4 separate regions of the Gossypium hirsutum genome follow, and regions 2, 3 and 4 are each linked to region 1. The links are chromatin contacts, called in public Hi-C maps. All regions are on one chromosome and are shown on one strand. Each heading gives the region's core, a stretch centred on a gene start, on an enhancer-like site or on the middle of the called end of the contact. The rest is flanking DNA. Distances are from core to core; before and after follow the strand shown. Region 1 holds the start of LOC107913275 (formamidase-like). Region 2 holds the start of LOC107913268 (probable prolyl 4-hydroxylase 9). Region 3 holds the start of LOC107913271. Region 4 has its middle 11 kb from the start of LOC107913272.

Evidence for each region. Hi-C and Micro-C count contacts between places; a contact is called where the count stands out from the background.
Region 2: a contact with region 1 is called in a Hi-C map of leaf, with 2.8 times the contacts expected there. The contact joins the promoter of LOC107913268 here to the promoter of LOC107913275 in region 1. A contact is called at or near these places in 5 of 34 Hi-C or Micro-C datasets (anther, hypocotyl and leaf).
Region 3: a contact with region 1 is called in a Hi-C map of leaf, with 3 times the contacts expected there. The contact joins the promoter of LOC107913271 here to the promoter of LOC107913275 in region 1. A contact is called at or near these places in 8 of 34 Hi-C or Micro-C datasets (anther, callus, hypocotyl and 1 more).
Region 4: a Hi-C map of leaf shows a contact between it and region 1, with 3 times the contacts expected there. The contact joins the enhancer-like site here to the promoter of LOC107913275 in region 1. A contact is called at or near these places in 7 of 34 Hi-C or Micro-C datasets (hypocotyl, leaf and petal).

The regions. Positions count from the first base shown.
Region 1 is chrD11:27,964,189-27,966,756 of Gossypium_hirsutum_v2.1, forward strand. LOC107913275 (formamidase-like) reads left to right here and starts at 1,288. Exons shown (of 9, transcript XM_016841808.2): 1 at 1,288-1,429; 2 at 1,768-1,973; 3 at 1,975-1,995; 4 at 2,130-2,367; 5 at 2,460-2,568. The coding sequence starts at 1,776.
Region 2 is chrD11:27,590,023-27,592,590 of Gossypium_hirsutum_v2.1, forward strand. LOC107913268 (probable prolyl 4-hydroxylase 9) reads left to right here and starts at 1,281. Exons shown (of 8, transcript XM_016841799.2): 1 at 1,281-1,655; 2 at 1,732-1,839; 3 at 1,914-2,068; 4 at 2,178-2,280; 5 at 2,383-2,478. The coding sequence starts at 1,500. LOC107913265 reads right to left here and starts at 106. Exons shown (of 6, transcript XR_001688455.2): 1 at 1-106.
Region 3 is chrD11:27,638,425-27,640,992 of Gossypium_hirsutum_v2.1, forward strand. It overlaps LOC107913271, which reads right to left and starts at 1,276. Exons shown (of 2, transcript XM_016841804.2): 1 at 933-1,276; 2 at 1-585. The coding sequence starts at 578.
Region 4 is chrD11:27,663,546-27,666,113 of Gossypium_hirsutum_v2.1, forward strand. No RefSeq gene overlaps it. Among protein-coding and RNA genes, the nearest start is that of LOC107913272, 11 kb to the right of the region's middle. Within about 2 kb of position 1,271, at least 2 of the 9 cell types and tissues checked have an H3K27ac peak or open chromatin away from gene starts, as enhancers often do. A contact at or near this core is called in hypocotyl and leaf, where this site is marked.

The DNA.
Region 1 (2,568 bases), core at 38-2,537:
ATCGACTTAATCCAGTAAATTTTAAAAAAGCCGGCCTAATCTAATCATATTTCTAAAATTCAGTATTTTTAGGTAATTCACCCCTTTTTATCTCCCTATCCTATCTTTATCTTTTTCTTCTCTCTTTCAAGATAAGTCTTTCTTTTTTCTTTTTTAACTTCCTAGCTACGTCTTTAATTTTCATAACTCAACATTTTTATAACTCAAAAATGCCTTCAATCAAACCCAAAATGACGAAAGAAACCAAAGTAGTTTCCTATAACCAAACATCTTTATAACTCAAAAATGGCTCGTCTTCCCTGGAAAACCCATCTACGAAAGTCAAAAAGGGTAAGGGAGCCTCGTACTAGGCCCATTTCAAACCGGTCCTTGTTCGGAATCTAGAGAGCAGCCCATTCTTTTAAACTGATGTCTTCATCGCCTCAAATCTTCCATATTCATTGCTGAGCACTTAAAAGCATAACTATTGCCCCAATTTCAGCTCCATTTTATGACTCTATTCTTGGCTATGTAGAGATTTTACTTTGATTTTGAAATAAAGACTTGAAAGATTTTTAGTGTTTTTAAGTTTAGGATTTAGGAAATTTCATCTAGAATTGGGACTTGAGTTTTAAATTGTGTATAAAGTTTCACAAATAAGATTTTAGGATTTTAAGGTTAAAATTTGAATGAGTTATCGTATTAATACAAATTTTTTACATAATCTATACAAATTTAATTTGAGTGGATTCTTATAAATTATTTTACATTCTGGTTTTGTGCAGATGAATTATATTTTTAGTTTGAGAATATTTTTTCTATTAAGTAAAAGAATTGAGAGCATGAGAGTCAAAGTGGGGTTGTTATTTTATTTATTTTGAACAATTTTAACTTAAAAGAATAAAAGGTAAAAAAACAATCCAAGCGTTGGGTTGGTTCATTTAAGAAATATAATCAACCATCATGTTTTTGATAAAGGATTGGATGGTTCTGTCAAATATACCATGTATTGAAGCAAACCTGAGTCAGATACCACTTGCATTCACTTCCGTGATTCCACCAAATAGCCATCTAATAACTGTTACTTTGTCCTAGAAGAAAATCCAAGGTAAGTTGTGAAGTCAGTTCCAAGTGGTCCATCCATCAAAACAAAAATATCCCAACTCTCAACCCATAGCTATCCAAAATGAAGGGTTTCGGGACCTATTGTTTGTAATTCAAGACATGAGCCATGGCTCACTATGGTGCAAAGGTAGTGGTGCCTATAGACCTGAAGAAAAAGCCATGGGAACAAAAACATCCCCTCCACAACCGGTGGCACCCCGACATACCAGTTGTTGCAGAGGTTAAAGATGGAGAGGTTTTCAGAGTTGAAATGGTGGATTTCAGTGGAGGTGGAATAACAAGTGACTACTCTGCCGAAGATGTCAAGCATGCTGATCAATCTATTGTGAGTTTCTACCTCCATCTTTTGCCTCCTCACTTTCCTTTCTTTCAACTTCTACTGCAACATAAAGCTGTTCCTATAATTTTTCTTAATCGTTTTTCAAGTAAACAATAACTTCCAGTGTTTCTTATTGGCAATTTTAATCAAACCCTGTTGTCTAGTTAGTGAACCTTGGTATTTCAGTCTAGTAAAACCAAAATGGGACCATTGGAAAAATGGTCGAACCCATTTGTCAGCAAGTAGAGTATTGGTCAAGACTCAAGAGTCAATACTTGCTTCAATGGGTGACATTTGGCAAGACTGAAACAAATATCTCAACAATCTCCCTATTTTCCCCAAAGCTTAATCCATGGCTCCTCCAACTCCAAGACTAGTGGTGTCAGTAGATTTGAAGAAGAAGCCATGGGAACAAGCTCTACCTCTTCACAATCGTTGGCACCCTGAAATCCCTCCGGTTGCCCATGTTAAGGTCAGTGAGGTCTTTAGAGTAGAAATGGTAGACTGGACTGGAAGTGTCATAAAAGATGATGATTCTGCAGCTGATGTCCAAATTTATAGACCTCTCCACTGTAAGTAAACAAACTCCATTATCTGAGACAGGGAAAAAAGAAATAAGCTAAATATAACATCTTATGTCAGATAAATAATCTTTGAATTGAACTTACTGGTTATGATAAAAAAAAATATTATGCAAATGATACAGGTTCATTATCTGAGTGGGCCTATAAGAGTTGTAGACAAGAAGGAGACACCTGCCATGCCAGGTGATCTTCTTGCAGTGGAAATATGTAACCTGGGTCCTTTACCGGGTGATGAATGGGGTTATACAGCAACTTTTGACAGAGAAAATGGAGGAGGGTTTTTGACGGACCATTTTCCATGTGCAACAAAAGCTATTTGGTATTTTGAAGGAATCTATGCCTACTCTCCTCATATACCGGGTGCAATTTCCATTAATTCCCACTAGTTATAAGCTGTCAAAATGCTTCCCTTTGTTTATATTGTCATTTAAAAAGGTTCATATGAATTGCAGGGGTGAGATTTCCGGGGTTGACTCATCCGGGAATAATTGGAACGGCACCATCAATGGAACTTCTGAATATATGGAATGAAAGAGAAAGAGAAGTAGAAGAAAATGGCCA
Region 2 (2,568 bases), core at 31-2,530, 370 kb before region 1:
GGAAAAGCTAAATATTTCTGCTTTTCATTTGCTGAAAAGCACTTGCAATAAGTTAAAATTTTAGTTCTAAATGAAATGGGTTCTTTACTGCTTTTGATGGAAAAGTGTTTTTTCATATAAAAGCCCATCACTTAAGCATAGGAGAACGGGGCTTAGTTTTATTGAGTTGGATAATTGGATTGAGTTGGTAATTGGGTTGGGTAATTGAGTTTGGTTGGATAATTTTATTTATTAATCTTTTCGGTTAACCGAATAATTGGGTTAGGTTGGTAATTGGGTTGGGTAATTGGGTTTGGTTGGATAATTTTATTTATTAATTTTTTCGGTTAACCGAAAAAATTTAGTTAACCGACCGGTTTCAAATCGAATTAACAGTTAACCAAAAAATCATAAAAAAATTAACCGACCCCCGACCGAAAAAATTCGGTTAACCGACCGATTAACCAAATTCATTCGGTTAACCAAATTTTTTCGGTTTTACCCGAATTATGCACACCCCTACCAGTTCTACTTTATTTTTAGCTTTTAATTTTGAAAGATATGCGACAACATTTTACTTTTATTTAAAATTTTCATTTTAAATTATGTCACATGAGATTTTACATGTCATTTAATGGTTGAATTAGCAGTTCCAATAATGGAAGGACTTGATATAACATCGATAATTCGGGAACATAATTAGAACATTTTGAAATTTAAGGACTAATTTAAAATAATAACCATAGTTTGAAGATGTCTGGTACAATTAACTCAAAATATAAAATTTATGTTTTGATAGGATGAGTTTAAATTGTATTATCCTTAAATTCAAAATAAAATTAATTATTATATTGATAATATAAATATTTTAAAATTAATAATTAATTGTTACTTTAAAATTTGAATTGCCAGTGTAGCATGGGCCATCATGAAAAGTTGATTGAATTTTGACATGTTTTTCTTTCCGCAGCCCATTTGGGTGTTCTGCATGGTTTTATGGTTTCAATCCAACTCCAAATCAGGAGCCATGAATTAAGTCAATGTTTGAGGGATGTAAATTGTAAATAAACAAAATTTTCAAGTACCCGTTGCAATAGAACAGAGAGCGTTGTTGCCTGCTACTTTCTGTGGTTTAATTTGACGGATTTGAAGGGTAAAAAGTCCAATGAGAGTGTGCTGGGTTGGCTGGGAATCTTTGTGCAGCACATAGTATCATAGATATCATTTCTGAGTTGACTTTGAAATAATATTAATTAAATTCAGAAACACTTATTTCAATCCAAAATTAATGTCTTTACTATTCATAATCCTATCCTATTGACCCAAACCAAAATCCCGTTGGCTAAACAAACAGATTACAAACACAAATCTACGTACAGATCGGCTTTAATTTCATTTCCATGCATTCCCATTCATTACTATTTCTGGAAATTCTACTTTCTCAATTTTATAAATGAAAAAACTCCCGCCCTGTTTCCTGCAACCCTACAAACAACAACGTAGCTTTTAGTCTTTCAGAAATGTCAACCTCTGATTATACTCCTAAAGCTAAAGCCAAAGGCAAAGCTTACTGGCACTGGAACACTACCAAAACAAAGCTTGATTTTCCTGCTGTTATTGTTTTCTGTTGCTTCTTCTTCGTTTTTGGCTTCCTTTGTTCAAGCCTTCGCTCTCAGGTGATCTTTTCTTTTCCTCATATAATTCTTTAATGTTGTTTTCATCTTTTTGTTTAATCCGATTGTTTGGAAGTAGGTTTCTGGAGTAAGGCAGAGAGGGAGGCAGCTGCTTAATTCAGTGGAGTATGAGTTGATGGGACATGGAAAAACTGGAGATGATTCTATTTCTGTTATTCCTTTTCAGGTTGGGTTTCGTTGTCGATATTCATCGTAAATCATTCTTATCTTTATGATGTTTCATCATCTGATTCATTGCAGGTTATAAGTTGGAGGCCACGTGCTTTTTATTTTCCGAAATTCGCAACTCTGGAGCAATGCCAACATATAATTAACTTGGCAAAACCATACCTTGCACCTTCCAAATTAGCTTTGCGGAAAGGGGAATCAGAAGGTCCACAGGATGTTAGAACAAGGTATGTTGGGGTTCCAACTTTGTAGGTACGCTAACTGTTTGATGTTGTTTGTTGTAACAATGCTTTTTTTTTTACATAGCTAAGCTAAAACTTCCATGTTAAAACACAGTATGGGCACGTTTCTTAGTGTTTCTGACGATCCTACTGGAGTTTTGGACGCCATTGAAGAGAAAATAGCAAAGGCTACAAAGCTTCCAAGGACTCACTATGAGGTAACTTGAAAACAATATTTACTGCTTCCCTCTTTGTCTCTTTCAGACCAGCTTTGGTTAATTGGTCTTACGTTGTTGGGGGGATCAATGTCATGGTTTTAGCATTTTAATGTTCTGCGCTATGAGTTGGGACAAAAGTACGATTCACATCTTGATGCGTTCCCTGTCGAACAATACGGTCCCCAAAAGAGCCAAAGGGTATGTTATGTCCTTGCTTCTGCTGCTTTTTCTCTCTGTATTTTTAGGGGCATTAATAATTCGGTCGGCCACCGAATGTATTATATGAGT
Region 3 (2,568 bases), core at 26-2,525, 330 kb before region 1:
GGGCTTCCTGCAACTTGATCAACTTCCTCTCCTTCTTCGAAGGACATAGGTGGTCTGCTACCCAGAGAAAGCAACTCGGTAGCACTTTGCTGTTCTTGAACTCTCGGAACTGCATCTTCACAAACAGTACCACGGCTCTTCCCATGAGGCCCTAAAGGACTTGGATGGTTCTGATCACGGAGATTTGTAGTCCTTCCCTTACGAGGGGATTGAGGAAAGTCTTTGCACATTGACTTAAGATTACTTCTTTGATACCCATTCGCCGCTTTAACACTTAAAGCACCTTCCAATTTGTTCCCTGTTGATGGATGATTCTTCGAAAGAGAAGCATTTCTAATAATCGATCTGAGGAGATGATTATGAAGACGAACATTTTCTCTCCCAATTATACCAATGCAGAGCCTATCAAACTCGGGTTTCCCAATCTTAAGACTCAAAAATCTAGTGAGCAGATTAAAGTACTTCTCAGCTTTTATAGGCCCAATCTTCCTTTCAATCTGAGATTTCAGCGCTAAAGTATCTACTAGAGAAAAATGCCGTCGACCCGGCATTTCAGTTTCCAAGTTCATCACTATCATCCAAAATCTAAAATTTCAGCCAAAAAACAAAAAAATCAACTTCCAAATAAAAATCCTACTTAATTATCAATCAAAACCACCACCAAAACCCCCATGTCATCCTCTAAGATAGCAAGACGGGACCAAAAAATACTAAAATTCAAACAAAACAAACAAAACCCAGATGAAAAACTGCATTAAGAATAAGTAACTTCATTTAACTAATAAATCATTCAAAAACCACAAATCAAAGAGAAATCCAGAAAGATAAATCTACAAAATTTGAAACTACCAGTCTCAAACAAAGAAACAGTAAAGCAGTAATGGTAAGCAACGGAAAAAGAAAATGTAAAATAGAAACAAAGCAAAACCCACCTGAATTAAGGAACTATATAACTGAATTCAAAGAAGTTGAACTGAATTTGCAGCAAAAAAAGAAAAGCATTATTAATCAATCAGAAGCTTGTGAAAGTAGAGAGCAAAGAGATTAGGGCAAGAAGCTTTGAAAGCTTCTATTGGAGTGATCATGGTCAAAGAAACATGCGCGTTTTGAAAACGAGTGTAAACTATGCTAAGTGCTAAGCTGGTTAGCTTTGGGTCGAATGTTGGATTGTCCAATCAGCGTCTCAGTTTTTGAGTAATTTAGAATTAAGCCTTCCGAATTTAATGCAGTTTCCGAGAGGAAAAGTAAAATATCTATCAACAAAGGTCAAAGCTCCATCTATTTTCAATAAATCCAATTTTGACGAAAAATATTTTAACTAAAAGAAAAAAAAAAAGTGCAGTATCGAAGCAGCATGAACAACTAACTTTTTATTTTTATTTTAAATTATCTATTTATTAATCAATACAATATCTAATAAGAAACAAGTTATTAAATATAAGGAATTTAAGAAAATTTATTTGATGTAATTTTTAGACAGTTAAGTAAAAAAAAGTGTTATTTTTAATTTTATTTTGGAGTTAAAAAAATTATTTTCATTAATAATACTTTGACTTAATGGTAAGATTTAGGTTTTGGAAATTTGGAGTTTTATTATGGGTAGATTTTTACTTCAAATTTTATTATGTTTTAAATTTCATCACGTATAAATCATGTTTAAATTTATTCTAATCATGATCTAAATATATTTTAATCTAGAGATATTCATAAGTTGATTAACCTGTCCGATTCAATCGACTCAACTAATTTTTGGCCATGCTTAAGTTTAATTTTTTTAACCTCATGTTAACCCTACCCAACTTAATTCACTCTTCCAACATAATCATGAACATGAACAACAAGGGCATAAGTTTCATTGACACCTATCAATAAAGGCTTATAAACATTATTCTCTAAAAAGAATGTTCTATCAACATAATAATTTTTGTTGTGAAGTATTCGAAACCAAAGAATGTTCTTATATTGCACAATAATATAATAATTAAGATACTCGAAAATATATAAACAATTAATGTGAGTTATTAAACAATTAAAAATATGAAAAAAAGACATACAATAGACATTATAAACGATGAAAATAATGTCAATATAAGAACATTTTCAATTATACAATTATACAATTATGAAAATATATAAATAATTAAAAATATGAAAAAAAAATACAATTATGAAAATATCAAAACATTTTCAATTCATAATCATAATCATGTACAATAGATATTTAAAAGGCCCCCAATTACATGTGTCAAATACAGAGTTAAGATTTGAATCCAATTTTGATGGTTACACGACCTAAGATGATCCACACGACCTAGCGACACGGCTGTGTCCAAGGCCGCGTGAACACTGGAATTAATTTTTCAAATTTAATTGCAAGTCAGAGAGTTACACAGGCCATAAACACGGCCGTGTGCGAGACACAACCTGTCACACGGGCGTGTGTGAGATCTGTGCCCCGCATGGCCTCGCACATGGGCATGAAAGAAGCGAAAGAAAATCACACACGACTTGGCACACGAGCATGTCCGAGGCCGTGTGACCACTAGGCTTTGAGTTTTAAATCACACA
Region 4 (2,568 bases), core at 21-2,520, 300 kb before region 1:
TTGAATACCAAAATCAACTTCTTTGGCGTAATCATTGTAGTACTTTATGCCTTTTGCTCAGAACCGAATTCCATCCCCTAGTCTCATTGTTCATCAACTGGAATTGCTTGTATATTCATAAACCTACCAGTAAAAAATAACACTATATTTTAAAAATGAGAAATATCATTATTCTATGTTAGATATTTAAATAGGTAAAAATGCATACAAAATTTGATACAATTGCTTTCATAGAAAAATATTGCAGGAGAATATTTTGGCGTTGAATTGTTGAGAGTGACATAGAGAACTGAGATTGTGGAGAAGGATGTTATGGTGCTTTTAATATGTTAATAATTTACGATTAAGTAAGAGATTTAATTGGATTGGAGGTGGCAACAATAAACAATCATACGAAACACAATAACAAATAATTTTCTTTTTTTATTGAAATTAAAATATGGGTAAACTACCAAAATAGTCACTTTTGTTTGCCTTAGGTTACATTTTAGTCACTTATGTTTGAAATATTACGTTTTAATCACTTACGTTATCGTGTTGTAACATTTTAATCACTGAGTCGTTAACTGCCAACAATGGTGTAACGGTAAGTTGATGTGGCATGTTAAATAATCATTTCAAACAAAAATTTTAAGTTAAATTCTACAATTGGTCCCTATATTTTTTCATTTTAAACAATTTTAAAATTTTCTTTTAAGTTCTTTTAACTTTTTTTTCCATTCTCTTCTGCTTCTCCCTCTATTTTCCTCCCTTCTTCATTTCTTTTAACATAGTTTTTCTATGTTTTCCATTTGTAACTAGTCCAAAAGCTCACCTCACTCGAAAAAATTAAATTGTTCAAAAAAATAAAACATAGCAAAACTACGTTGAAAGAAATGGAGAAAGGAGGAAAACAAAGGGAGAAGCATAAGAGAATGGAAAAGAAAGAAAGTTAAAAAAACATAAAAGAAAAAAATTAAATTGCTCCAAACGAAAAAATATGGGGACCGATTGTATAAATTAACCTAAAATTTTTGTTTGAAATGATGATTTAATGTGCCACAGTTAACAGAAATTAACGGCTCAGTGACTAAAATGTTACATCATGATAACATAAGTGACTAAAACGTAACATTTCAAACATAAGTGACTAAAATATAACCTGAACCAAATAAAAGTGACTATTTTAATAGTTTACCTTTAAAATATCCACCATAACACTTACTGTTTCTCTCGTCACCAATATTCTTCCAAAAAAAGTCCCAATCTGCTACTCATTGGGCCTCTATCACTATAATTCTAAAAACAGTGGAGACCCAACACCTTTATCTCTCTTCTAAAATAATGAGACCCAACCGAAGCATTTGCTATTGCATGTTACCTATTCCCAATTCAAACTAAAATACCCAAAATTGTGCTATTTCATACATCAACCTTCGCCTCCAATCCTCATGCCACATCATCACCCATATACGAAGATATATTATATCACTTTTTTTTACAATTAAATTATTTTTGATTCAATAATACTACAACTTATAGTTCAAGATATATTAAATTATGGGTTTTTTTTTAATTTTTTACTTAAATTATATAATTAATTTGTGACATTAATTCAATCAAGAATTTAATATTTTCTTATTCCGATATATATATTTTAAGTGCAAAATATACATTTATCAAAATAATTTTATAATAACCCTCACCAACCAATCTTAAGCCTTGTTTTTCATTGCTCACAAAGTTTCAAAAGCAATTTTTAACCTCAAAAATAACCAACTGCAAATTACTTTTGGGATCAAAAAAAATATTAACTGTTTTTCTTTCCAAACACAAAATTTGGGTTTCATGCTTTTGTGTTTTTAAGTATATTTATTAAAATATCCTTATTTATATAGATTATGTAAAGGGTATTTAATAATTTACATCAATTTAAATAAAATTTATCATTATATTTATTTCTTAAATATTTTATGTACCATTTATTTTATAAATAATTTATATTAATTATTTAAAATATATATAAAATTCACATTATATATATAATTATATTAAATTATTTAAATATAATTTAAATAAATTTATTATTTTATTTTCTAACATCATGTCTAAAATAGACATTTTAACTTTCTATTGCAAATTTTAACAGCAAAGCAAAATACTTGAACTTAACAAACCATACTTTTCAACATCACTTCTCATTTTTTTTAATTGGGGGAAAGGAATGAAGTTGCTTGGGATCTAATCCGAGCTTTCATGCCTACAACATAACGTTCTTACCATTAGATCAAGAGGTTATTTTAAAAGAACTTTTCAACCATAAAAGCAGCCATTGGGTGATAACACTCTAGAATAACGTATTTTTATGTATTAATTATATATTTATTCTAAGTATGATCCTGCTAATTTGAGCTATTTATGATCTTTTATCTCATAGGGACTAAATTTGAGGCAAAAGCACAATTAAGGGCCAAAAGCGTGAATTTAGAGATAAAATGGGCCAATATGCGACACAATGAAATGTTGGTGCCAAAAGTGCAAGCATGGAGGACATAAGGGTTGAAATGCAAAAATAAGAGATTTTATTCT